Regions from separate parts of the Rattus norvegicus genome. Here region 2 is linked to region 1. A link is a contact called in public Hi-C data. All regions are on one chromosome and are shown on one strand. Each heading gives the region's core, a stretch centred on a gene start, on an enhancer-like site or on the middle of the called end of the contact. The rest is flanking DNA. Distances are from core to core; before and after follow the strand shown. Region 1 holds the start of Hectd1 (HECT domain E3 ubiquitin protein ligase 1). Region 2 has its middle 48 kb from the start of Hectd1.

Region 1 (6,541 bases), core at 2,734-5,233:
GGAGGGGACCCAGATTCACTTTGCAACAGCACACGCCAACTCACAGTTTCCCATTCCAGGGACCTGATGCCCTCTTCCGGCCTCCAAAGACACCTGCACACACATGGTGCACATACAGACAATCCTCTCATATAAATAAAATAAAAATAGATATGTCTTTAAAATAAAAAAAAGTCCTTATTCCTTTACATAGTATGTCATATCTGAATTCATTTTAATTTATTTTTCTTTTAAATTTTATTACATGATATATGAAAAAGGAATTCAAAGAAAAATAGAAAATATAACAGCTGTTTTGTTTAGTTGTAGAATTTTTCAAAAGAACCAATTTTACATTGTTAAAATTTTCCTTTTGAAAGTTCATTTTATGTATATTCACATACATAGAATAACCCTTTAAAAAAAGAGGAATCTCCTGATAAAAAGGGATTAAATAAACCACTGTGATATGGATGATAGTCTTAAGAACTTCAATCAAGTCTGTGTATGCAAAGATGCTAGAAATGTTAGAGAACGACTTGTCAGAGCTGGCTGTCTCTCTACAAAATAGGTTCTGGGCACTGAACCCATGTCCTCAGCCTTAGGATAACATCCTCTGTCCACACGGCCGCCCCTCAGCACCCTTACTTTCCTTTTTGTGTGACGAGATCTCATAGCTGTCTGGCCTGGGTCACACTGTGTGGCCAAGGATGACCTTCAACTGCTGTTCTTACCCCCACCTCCTGAGTGCTCCCAAAGGCCTGAGCCAACATGAGCTACTGTTTGAACAAAAATACGAACTATTACTTAAAAACCAAAGAGAAAACACTTTGAAAAAACAATGTATATTTAGCAAGTAATACAATCTAGTTCTACCCCAAAGACATTAATTATACCAAACTTAAAGCCAATATCTCAAATATTTTTTAATTGCCTTTAAACAGCATTAAAGCATGTATAGAAGGTTTTAATGACTTATTGGAATTCACGACTATAAACATAAACAAACCCAGAAGAATGTTTCCTCCTTTACTGAACCAGAATCACACCAGAGGAAAAGCACAGCCTAAGTGGCCTAGCTGGCAGAGGTTTTTTTATATTTTTATGCAAATCTATTATCATCGCTGAGTACAACTGTTTAAAACTCTCCAAATTGGGTGGTGAGATGGCTCAGCTGGTAAAGGTACTTACCACGAAACCTGATAACCTGAGTTCAGTCCTGGGACCCACATGCTAAAATGAGAACTCAACTCCCAAAAGTTGTTCTCTGATTTCTACTTGCACACCATGGCAGGTATTTGCATGTTCTCTCTCTCTCTCTCTCTCTCTCTCTCTCTCTCTCTCTCTTTCTCTCTCTTACACACACACACACACACACACACACACACACAAATACACAAATATAACTTCAAAGCTTCTGTACTTCAAAAAGTACAATATGGGGGCTGGGGATTTAGCTCAGTGGTAGAGCGCTTACCTAGGAAGCGCAAGGCCCTGGGTTCGGTCCCCAGCTCCGAAAAAAAGAACCAAAAAAAAAAAAAAAAAAAAAAAAAAGTACAATATATATCATCCAAAATGAAATTTACAAACCAAAAATTATTTTAACAACAGCAATGACATATGAAAACTAAAGAAACAGGCAGTTCTAATCTTAGATCTTAATCTTTCTCCAAGTCATATAATACAGAAACAGCTTTCAAGAAGATAAACATTTATAATCGTTTTAATTGGGATGGTTCATAACTGACTCAACCAAGCTATAGGTCAGTATTAGTATTCCTAATCCACACTCATTGAACAACTATGTATTTACACAATCACGATTATCATTGCTAGGGTCCCATTAACCACAGACAACTGCAGAAATGTCTAAAGGGATATTTTAAACTTCCCTAGGAAAGTTTTCACACAAACTGAAGTCAGCAAATGGCTGGAAACAGATGTCAGCACACTGGCCCGAGAGGAAGGTGATGGAGGAATGCACTTACGTTTCAAAACACCGATCCACATTGTCAGACATCAAAAGCAACATGCATAGCTGTTCCAGGGCTATTAGCTGCATGTCCCTTTCATCTCCCTGTCCCATCTGCAGCCACTCCAGCAACGTATCAGGATCCACATCTGCCATGGTCTTTAAAATGTCCCTTTGCCTGCATTGAAAAAGGGAAAAGGGGTTTTCAAACATTTGCTCAGAACTGATCAGCCTGTGTAAACATTTTTTTCTTGAACATCTGCTAGATACACACACACACACACACACGTATCTGTGTATGTATATACATAGTTATTCTCTGATTTCCATACTGACTGTGGCATGCACACACACAAAATAAATATACATGATTTTAAAAAAAACTTTCAAAAACTGCAAAGTATTACTTCTAAGAGTATGCTCTATCTCTGCGGCAGTTTTGGACTTCCCTCTACTTCCTGGGTTTAATACAGATACACTACACACAAAACAGTTCAACACAAGAATATATGCTGATTAGGTTGCTAGTTAACTAGAAACCAGAGCCGTCTAGGTCAAACACTATGAAACAAGTTTTGGATCCCAATGTCTGTTATCACCAATGTCTGTGCCAAAAGGCAAAGAACACCTATAAAAAAGTTTTTTCTACCAGTGAACTTCTCCCTGCAAGCTCCGCCCAAACCCCACCAAAAATCGGGGCATTAGATATGGGTCAGATCCAGTAGTTTTAAAGACCACACTTTCCGATCCACTCTCCTTCGAATTGAATTTCTCTTCTCACAAATTTTGAATTCTCAAACTTATTCCTAAATATGTCCAAATACAAACAGTTATTAGATATGAAATCTACCTATGCGGAGAAAATACTGATAAGAACTTCTGGCAATCTTGGCAAATGTTCTTAAAACTTTTTGTTGTCGTTGTTTTGATGCTAAAATAAATGCAACTAACAGGTTTTACACACACACACACACACACACACACACACACACACACACACACACACACACTGACATTCTCGGTTCCCATAGGATGAAGCAGTTAGTTTTTATTTTTTTAAAAAAATCGAGAAGTAGTCCAGGCAGGCAAGTCATTACAAAAGCTCCTAGGTGCCTGACCAAAGGACAGCTCTGAGTCCCACGCAATCCACCTGCCGGTGTGGGAACCTAGAGACGGGTCGCAGTGGGCCCATCGGCCGCGCCCGGCGGGGCTGCCCCACTGTCCACAGCCTGACCAAGGCCGGAGCCGCGACGCTGACACCCAACCTGCCTAACTTAGCTACCTGCCTCTGGGAGGAGGGCGAAGTTTTGGAGAAGCAGCAAGCCTGCGAGCTCGAGAGGAAGCCGCCAAGCGGCCGGGGTGCGGGTCTCCCGGAACTCAGAGGCCCAGTGGGACGTCCCCGGTCCCCGCCCGGCAGCTGAGCCTTACCAAGGACAAGGGGAGCGTACCCGGAGCTCGGGAGCCAGAAAGACAAGCCCCGTAGGGCCCGGGGAGGGGAACAAAGGGCCCGAGACGCAGAGGCGACGGCGGACGACCGACCTTACCGCGCCCGGGTCCAGCTCCGCGCTCGCCGCTGGGCTCGGTGGCCCCGGATCCTCGCGCAGGCCCAGCCAGCGGACGGCGCCCAGCGCCCCCGCCTACCCTTACCGCAGGCTCTTACCCTGGCTCGCCGTACCAAACAGCTCCGGTCCAGCTCCAAGCAGGCCGCGGGCAGAGCCTGGCCCGGCCGCGGCCCTCGAGTTCCCAGGAAACCGCAGGCCGCGCAGGTCGAGCCAGGCAGGCGGCACAGGAAAAGCCGTGTCTCGTCCCTCCCCTTCCTCCGCGGGGACCCGGTGACAAGGAAGCGAGAGGTTCCCCCGAGCGGCGGCAGCCAGCGCGGGTCCCGACCCCAGCACGCGGCTCCTCAGACCCTGCGGTTCAAAGCCAGGTCCGCGCGGAGCTGCCGCCGGCAGCGAGGAGAGGCCGCGTCCATCGCCAGCCGGGCGGGGACAGGAGAAGGGTCGGCCGAGCGCCGGGCGCGGAGGCTGGTGAAGGCCGCGCCGGCGGAGGCGGAGCGAACGCCTCCCGGCCGCCCTGCCCGCGGCCACCTGGGGCGCTGCGGAGGCCCGCCCGCGGCACGGGGCTACGACGGGGGCGCCGGGCTCCCTCGGCTGTCGGCTACGGCTCTCTTCAACCAGGACTCCCGGCGCCCGAATCACCGCGCTGTCAATCGGCGCGCGCCGCGAGCAGCTGGTTCGCGCACGCTCCGCCCGTCTTGCCCGGCGCCGGCCACTCCTGAGTCCTGCGGATCGGAGGCCACCGTCTCGCAAGCGCTCGGCCCTCGGGTCACCCCTCCTTCTGGATTTGTGTGGAGGATCGCCCTGCGGTTTACCAGAACGCTTCACAGCGAGCCTGGGAACTCGTGTGCGCTGCCCGTCCGGTCGTTATCGCCTCGGTGCAGATGGGAGAACTGAGGCTGCAGGAACTTTGCCCACCTCGGAGTCCCAGGAAGCAGCAGCATCGAGGACTTTTAAAGACATTTGCCTTCGGCTTGTGGTCACACGTACTTCCGTAGTTAGTCCCGTCAAACTTTTTATTTCATGGGCATTGAAAATTAAATGCTAGCCGCTGCTAGTGGAGTCCTCATGTAACTGTGACACTAGAGAACTGGACGCTGGAGTTCAAGGTCATCCTTGCTACATAATGAGGTCGAGACTTGTCTGGGCTACCGGCGGCGGTGATGGTGGTATGAAGAAGGAGCAGCAAGAGTTGAGAGAAAGAGGAAGAAAAAGACTCCTTCCTGAACTCTCATTTATTCATCCTTTGAACAAAAAAAATAAAAAATAAAAAATAAAAAATAGCAGTAGATACTAGTTTTAGAAAGAAACCGTATGCAAAGACTGAGGCCAGTCGTTTTCAACCATACCAGCGCAATAGATAAACCCGGAAAAGTTTTCTTTAGAAGAGTTTTAGATCCACAACAAATTGAACGGAAAGTTCAGGGAATAAGTTAGGGCTACCTTGTTCTATATAATGTGTTCCCGGCCAGGCAAGGCTAAGGACAGAGAGTTCCCACTGGTCTCTTTGTTATGGTTTTGCCCTTTCCAAAATATCTGGTCTAGTTGGAATCATACCGTACATACAGCCCTTCCAGAAGATCTTCTTAAACTTAGTACCACTCTTTAAGGATCCTCTGTGACTTTTTATACCTTGGTAGCTCATTTATTTGGTGTTTTGTTTTGTCGTACTGGGTTTTATAAATTTGGTTTTGGTTTTGCTTTTTGTTTTTCTTGTTGTTCGTTTTGAAATGGGTATGCTTATGTAACCCTCGCTGGCCTCAAAATCATTATCCTCCTGCCTCAGCTTCCTGAGTACCGCAACAAGAGTGCGTCACACCTGGCTTGGAAGCTCATTTCTTCTTAATGCTGAATAGTAGTTGTTTAGATGTGACACAATGTGTTTATTGATATACAGAAGCCTGGGATCTACCTTCACAGACTATGAATGGCTCACATATCAGAAATTTCCAAAGTTCCCCAACAGGAAAATACTTTCAAACACCATAGCTAGTACAAGACTGTTGCTAGAACAAAGAAAAACTCTTCAAAGCCAAGAGTAAGAAAAGCCCTTGATTAAAAATGATAAAAGACCCGAAGAGACGTTTAACCAAGAAGACGTACAGGTGACAAGTAAGCACAGGGAAGATGCTTAACATCATCTGTCCTTGGGAAACTGAAGATACGCACTGGTGGTCTGTTCATACGGAAGGCCTGAGTTTGGTACCCATACCCTGCAGCTCACAATTGCCTTAAGTCCAGGTCCAAGGTGCCTCTGGCCTCTGCAGGGACCTGCATTTACATGCATTTGCCTACCACAGACATGCACATGTGCACATAATGCAAAAGTAATACAAATAAATCTTCTCAAGGAAAAGAAATTTGAAACTAATACTCTAGGGCTATAGATAAAGCTCAATAGGGCACTTATCTACTACACACAAGGCCTGGGTTCTACGCCCAGGTCTGGATAGAACCAGGCCCTAAAACTGGGTATGGTGGCACAGATGTATTTATTCCCATCACAGGCACAGGAATCAGAAGTTCAAGATCATCCTCAGCTACATAATGAATTGGGTTCAAGCCTAGAATACATAGAATGACACTCAAGAAAGAAAAAGGGGGTGGGGGGCAGGGACACACAATACTCCTAAACATCATTAGAAGGGTGAAAAACCAAAGCCCAATGACACCAAGTTTATTCAACATCCCTCCTGGACATCCACAGCTGCCCAGCAGAGCTGTTGAAGCAGGTCAGGCAGCCCAACATACTCAGCTGCTCTAATAATCCAGGAAACAGAGGCTGCCATAAAAGTTATGGTCTTGACCTCCACATCTGTACCAGGCATTCAAACACCCACATTTAACATCATCTATACACCAATAATGTATAAATAGCTGGGTGAGATGGTGTATGCCTTTAATCTCAGCACCCAGGAAGCAAAGGCAGTACTCTGAGTTCAAGACCAACCTGGTCTACTGGTCTATGTAGAGAGTTCCAGGCTAGTCGTGGCTACATAGTGAAACATTGTCTCAAAATAAAGTGAAATGAAAT
Region 2 (6,850 bases), core at 2,958-5,457, 48 kb after region 1:
GCTATTCCACATGTAACCAAGGAATTCCCTTCACAGCCAAAGTACCAAAGAAACCATAGAGGATGCTGCTGGCAGGCAGACCGTCAGGTCCAGCAGCAGTTGCTGCCAACTTCCTCCTCCTACCCCCACTCCTCTTCCTTCTTCTTCCTCCTCCCACTCCTCCTTCCTCTTCCTCATCATTTTATTTTATTTATTTATTTCTCTGTGTCTTCTTGGCTGTCCTAGAACTTGATCCATAACCAGGCTGGCCTCTAACTCAGAGATCTACCTGCCTTTGCTGAGTGCCTTAATCCTGAGTGCTGGGATTAAAGTGTGTGCTATGGCCACCCAACTCTCTCTCTCTCTCTCTCTCTCTCTCTCTCTCTCTCAAAAGGGCCTTGCTGTGTGTCTCTGGCTGGCCTGGAACTCACAAAGATCCACCTGTCTCTGCTTCTCATGTGCTGTGACTAAAGACATGAGCCACTTTACCAGCAATGCTACCTTTCTTATACATTTCAAGACCACTTCCCAAGAGATGGTGCCATCCCCTTAGAGTTCGGCTCTCTTACATCAGTAAATAATCAAGACAACCCTCAATAGTAATGCCCACATGGCAATCTGATCTAAGCTCTCTTTTCAGACCGCTCTAGGTTGTATCAAATTGATTGTCAAAGCTAACCAGGACATCGTAGAGCTGCATTCCCAGAACACGTGTGACCTTTCGAGACAGTCTTCCAAATTGCTCAGGCTGGCCTTTCAACAGCCAGCCTCCTGCCTCAGCCTCCCAATTATCTATGCTCCCAGGCTGGGCCAGTTTTGTAGGATGCCTGCTGTACTTGGGTTTGCCTATTGTTTCTCCATGATTGGGTTGGGGTTGTGGGCAAGAAGAAGGAGAAGGAGAAGGAGGAGGAGGAGGAGGAGGAGGAGGAGGAGGAGGAGGAGGAGGAGGAGGAGGAGAAGAAGAAGAAGAAGAAGAAGAAGAAGAAGAAGAAGAAGAAGAAGAAGAAGAAGACGACGACGACGACGACTACGACTATGTAAGTAAAGTGCCAATCCCATCCCCGTGCACATCACTGCTGCTGACCCTACGGCTGAGGCACTGTCTGGCACTTCCCCACTGATTCTTGTCATTGTCTTTCCCATGTGGACTCTTCCAGAAGCAATTCCAAGTGTAACCAGTGTTTACATGGTGGAGCTGCGTTTCACCTCTGAGAGGCAATGATCTATGATTTGTAATTCTCTATAAGGGAGACTTGCCTCTTTTCTTCACTCATTAAATAATTCGTATCTGTAGTTTCGCAGTATTATGGTTTGGATGTAAAATGTCCTCCACAGGCTCATACATTTCATTGAGTACTCTGTCCTCAGGGGGGTAGAATTGGTTTCCAGTGGTAGTGAAACCTTTAGGAGGTGAAGCCTAGCCAGGTAAAATGGGTTATTAGTGTAACGTGTAGTTTCTACTGCCCCGCTTTAAGCTACCAGCCACTGCCTTGTTTCTCTTGGATCCATGGATGAAAGACACACACACGCACACGCACACACAGACACAGACACACAGACGCACACATACACACAGACACACACATACACACAGACACACACACAGACAGACACACACAGACACAGACACACAGACACAGACACACACAGACACACAGACACACACAGACACAAACACACACACATACACACACATACACATACACACACAGACACACACACATACACACACAGACACACACACAGACACACACAGACACACAAACACACACATACACACACAGACACATACACACACAGACACACAGACACACACATACACACACACAGACACAGACACACACACAGACACACTCTGACACACAGACACACACACAGACACACACACAGACACACACAGACACACACAGACACAGACACACACACAGACACACGCAGACACAGACACACACACACAGACACACACTGACATACACACACAGACACACAGACACACACACAGACACACACACACAGACACACACACATACACACACAGACACAGACACACACACAGACACACACTGACATACACACACAGACACACAGACATACACACAGACACACACACAGACACACACTGACATATACACACAGACAGACACACAGACACACACACAGACACAGACACACAGACACACACTGACATACACACACACAGACACACATACACACAGACACACAGACACACACAGACACAGACACACAGACACACACTGACATACACACACACAGACACACACACATACACACAGACACACAGACACACACACACACACACAAGCTTATTTTTAGTATACTTTTTAGCTCAATGGCTGGGCACTTCTAAGCCTCCCGCAGATAATGTGCCCTTACCTTCACTCCCAGCTCAACACCTCTAAATCTGCCCTCAGCTTTGTTTCTAATCTCCCGCCTGCTACCCCAGGCCCAGGCAGGGAAGTAGCCAATGACCAGATGTAAGTAAGCAGGTGTGCACCCCTGTTACTCATCTTTCTTGCCATAAAGGGTCCTTTATCCAGGTCAGTGTGATAGCTCATCAGGAAAAGGAGCTGGCTGCCGAGCCTGACAGCCTGAGTCTGAGGAGACCCATGCAGTGGAAGGACAGAACTGAAAGGTTGGTTCTATCCATGTACTCCATGTGTGCACCATGGCATAAGCACACGCGCACACACAAATAAGTGTAAAGCATTAGAAATGTATAAGCCTCTCTTCATTTACACGGCTTCCTCAGCAGCATGTGTCAACATTCCTTCTAGGCTCCGCCCCACAGTTACCTGGCAACAGCCAGCAATGCCTGACTCACTATAAAAGGCTGTTTGCCTCTCTTACTCTCTTACCCTCTATCCCTTCTCTCCCCACCTCCTCCCTCTAACTTCTCCATCTATTTGTGACTGACCTTCTCTCTCCTTTCCTTCTTCTCTTTCTGCCTTTCCCTGTCTCTACTCCCTCCTCAACTTCCCTTCCCATGCCCTAAACAATCTCTATCCCATGCTATACCCGTCCTATGGCTGGTACCTCAGGAAGAAGGGATGGTTCAGCATGGGCCCACAGGGGCACCCCTTCCACCTCACCATACCTGACTCTACTAAACATATCCAGGCTCCTTCTTTCTTTTTTATAGAGCACAACAGGGTGTAGTGGTGTAGTCCTTTAATCCCAGCATTTGGAAGACAGAGGCAGGCAGACCTCTGAGTTGGAGGCCAGCCTGGTCTATCCCTCTCCAGGCCAGCGGGGATAGTTAGCTCCTGTCTAAACAAACAAACAAAAACATTGCCACCAAGTAATAAAAGAAGCTGTTCGACATTTCCTAGGCATACCGTGTTTAATAAGCACCAACAGGGAGAGATACTACTTCGGGGTACTAAGAGTCACATGAGAACCTGTGCTCTGACCCTAGTACTTGGGAGGCAGAGGCAGGAGAAGCTGGAGTTTCAGCCTGGGCTACAGGGTGAGACTCTCACAAACAAAACAAAACAAAGCAAAACACTCTCAGAAACGAAACCAACCCAAGATAAGTGAGAAAAGAGTCTTACCCCACCTCTGTGAGCACTCTAGCTTATGTATCAGTTCTGTGGCGAGCCTGTCACCCAGACTTTGTAACTGGTGCAAGTCAGACCCTGCACTCAGCCAGGCTGTGCTGCCCATGGTTTGTTACCTTGGACAAGTCTAAGAATATTAAAAGGAAAATTCTAGAGATAAACTTTTTAAATATAGTTTCACTATGTAACCCCGACGAACCTTGAATCCACAGAGATATGCCTGTCTCTTCCTTTCCAGTGCTGGCATCAAAGGTATACGCCATCATGAACATTTTAAAGGAATTTTTTTACATTTATTTATTGATTGCATATGTGTATGTACATATATTGTGGCCTGCTTGTGGGGGCCAGAGGCCAGCTTTCAGGACTCATTCTTTTCTCCTACTGGATAGGCTCCAGGGATCAAATCCTGACCATCAGGCCTGGCGACAAGTGCTGAGCCATCTCAGTGGCCCCTAACAGAAACAACTTACACATTTCCAGTGAGTGTTACATTGTTATAGATGTCCCATGTTACTGCAGTTAACACCTCCCTGAGTCTAGTTAACTCATTAAGCTTTGTAACTGCAGTGTGTGCGCGCGAGTGCATAGACCGACTTCAGCCCTACCCTGCTTCAGCCATGCTTGCAAAGGACTGCCACGCCTCCTGCTGGGTGGGGGTGGAAGAATCTCCAGGTCATTCCTCCTTTCAGGCTCTGAGGTCCTTCTAAGCCCAAGTCAGACAGGTAACTTTAGTTCAGGGCAACTTTTCAGTGCTGTGTGCCAAGTGTTTTCAGACGCACTATCTCAAGGGACCCTAGCTATTAAAATATGAACTTGGAAAATATTTTTGTAGATGAGAACAGTGAAACCCAGACAGTAACGTGGCTTCCTAAGGTACCATGGTTATCGCAGCACGGTACTATGGTTAACAGGCCCAGGGAACCGACAAAGGAGCCCTGTGTTTTAGGCTTGAAACAGCTTTACTGAGTAAGGTAACTAAAGGTAAGTTACGAGCTTGCTGGCGAGACTGACTTTGAAGCAATAAAGGTTCTAGTAAAAACCTACATACCCAATATGTTTTTATCTGGCCTAAGTTAGCTGGGTGTGGTGGCACAGGCCTTCAGGACCAACACTCAGGGAGGTAGGTAGATTTGTTTGAGTTCAAGGCCAGCCTGGTCAATACAGTGACTTCCAAGTCAGCCAGGGCTACATAGCTAGACCCTGTCTCAAAAACAAACAAACCTACAAATTAAAATTTGGCTTTTAGAGACAGTGTCTTCCCTCGTAGGTCAGGCTGACATTGAACCTGGCGATTCTAGCTGCCCACAGTCTCCCAAGCCCTGACATTTACTGACCTACTTTCTATAAAATCCCCTTAGCACCGACACATCGGAACGGCTGAAGAGAAAGAATGAAGAGAAAGAATCGGTTCTGATAACCAGAGCCACAGCGCCACCTGCTGCTGCTGCAGAGCAAGGCCTGACTGGCTTTCCCGGACGCTGGCTCAGGACCGACCAAAGCATAGGAGGTTAGTCCCTGAGCCACACAGCCTACTTTAGGAAAACTTTGTGTTGAAACAAAGGCTAGGTGTTGTGTATGCTACTTGACAGTCACTGGGAGGGTGTGGAAATAACTTACCCTGTCAGCTCAAGAAGTGGGGAGCTCCCCACTCCCAATCCCACCATGATTGATGATAAAACAGAAGGCTCTGCCTGGCTAGACGACTGAAGGACAAAGGCCTCCCAGTCAAGCCTGATGACCTGTGTTGTAAAGAGAATCTCTTACATACTGTGTGGAAGCGTCACCTGTTAACAAACAAACAAACAAACAAACAAACAAACAAACCAAAAACCAAAAAACTGATGGCCTATTACCTGAGGCAGGAAATAGGTGGGACATCTGGCAGACAGAGATTGGATTCTGGCAAAGAGTCAAGAGCAGGAGGACTTTAGCCTGAACTCAAGAGATGGGTGAATGAAGCTGAGGAGAGGTAACTATCCACACAGCAGACATAGACTCAAATAAATAGACTATATAAATTATGAGTAGTCGGGGAACGAGCCAAAGCTTATGGCCTAGGCATTTATTTATAAATATTTCTCAGTCGTTATTCTGGGAACAAGGATGCTGGGTAGAAAAACTCTACACTGAGTTTGTTCCCTGGGATTCACATGATGGAAGGAAAGGACTGATTCCTGCAAGTTGTCCTCTGAACTCTGGTCGTGCACACACACACACACACACACACACACACACACACACACACACACACTTAAGTGTTAAAATAAAACAACAAAAGGCTCATGTATCACATGTATGCAGTACCCAAGGGGTCCATAAGAGGGCACTAGATCCCTGGAACTGGAGTTAACAGACAGTTATGAGCCATGTGGCTGCTGGCCATTGAACTTGAATCCTTGGGAGGAGCAGCCAGTGCTCTTAACCACTGGGCCAACTCTCAGCTCCTTCCTGGTTCAACCTCTTAATTTTATAGTCTTTGCGGCCTCAGGTTAGTCAGTGCATTGTTTAGTTTTGTATCGATTTAGTTTAAGAATAGAATTTCTTCCCTCATAACACAAATATAGTATGACAATTAAAAGCCCGAAGGGGCTTCTCTTCTAAACTGTGGCAAAGGCTCTCCAGTTAGTCTATTTCATCATGTGCCATTCTCTAAACTCCAATCCTGTGAATTCTCTCACTGCAGCTCACTGGGAGTCTTGGTTTTCTTTCTTGCCTCGCTGATCACTGTACTTGGTTTCCTTCCTGTTGTTTTTTGAACAGGGTTTCAGTGTACTTCAGTGTACCTCCCAGTAGTCTCTACCTCACTGGAGCTGGGGATGTCCTTGAACTCCCGATCCTCCTGCCTTTAGCTCAGTGCTATGATACAGGAGGGCACCATCATATATAGTTACTGTGGACCCAGGGATTGAACCCTGGGCTGCATGAGTGCTAGGCAGGTGCTCTGCAAACCCTACACCCCCAGCCCCTTTCCTTTCTGTTGTTGTTTTTGTGTAGCCCTGGCTTGCCTAGAACTCAAAATGTGGACCTGGCTAGCCCAGAACTCATAGTGATCCCCGAGTGCTGGAACTAGGAACACATACCAGCATTCTTTGCTAACCCTCTTCCTTTTCAAAGTGCCCTCATGTTTTCTTTTACTTTGCAAAATTTGAAATTCTGTTCCCATGTTTTATTAGATTATCTGTATGCCCAGTATTAACCCTTTCCATGACAAACTAATTTTTCTGGTGCTAGGGCAGGGGGTGTGGTGGGGGAGGTTGTTCTCTGTGTATCCTTGGTTGTTCTGGAACTCG

What was found. Hi-C and Micro-C count contacts between places; a contact is called where the count stands out from the background.
Region 2: a contact with region 1 is called in a Hi-C map of liver, with 5 times the contacts expected there. The contact joins the enhancer-like site here to the promoter of Hectd1 in region 1. A contact is called at or near these places in 10 of 12 Hi-C or Micro-C datasets (the A7r5 cell line, the Rat2 cell line, frontal cortex and 5 more) and 1 of 1 datasets of contacts at active chromatin or transcription factors (oligodendrocytes).

What each region holds. Positions count from the first base shown.
Region 1 is chr6:74,999,425-75,005,965 of GRCr8, forward strand. It overlaps Hectd1 (HECT domain E3 ubiquitin protein ligase 1), which reads right to left and starts at 3,984. Exons shown (of 43, transcript NM_001419838.1): 1 at 3,612-3,984; 2 at 1,968-2,129. The coding sequence starts at 2,107.
Region 2 is chr6:75,047,669-75,054,518 of GRCr8, forward strand. No RefSeq gene overlaps it. Among named protein-coding and RNA genes, the nearest start is that of Hectd1, 48 kb to the left of the region's middle. Within about 2 kb of position 4,208, at least 12 of the 93 cell types and tissues checked have an H3K27ac peak or open chromatin away from gene starts, as enhancers often do. A contact at or near this core is called in the A7r5 cell line and liver, where this site is marked.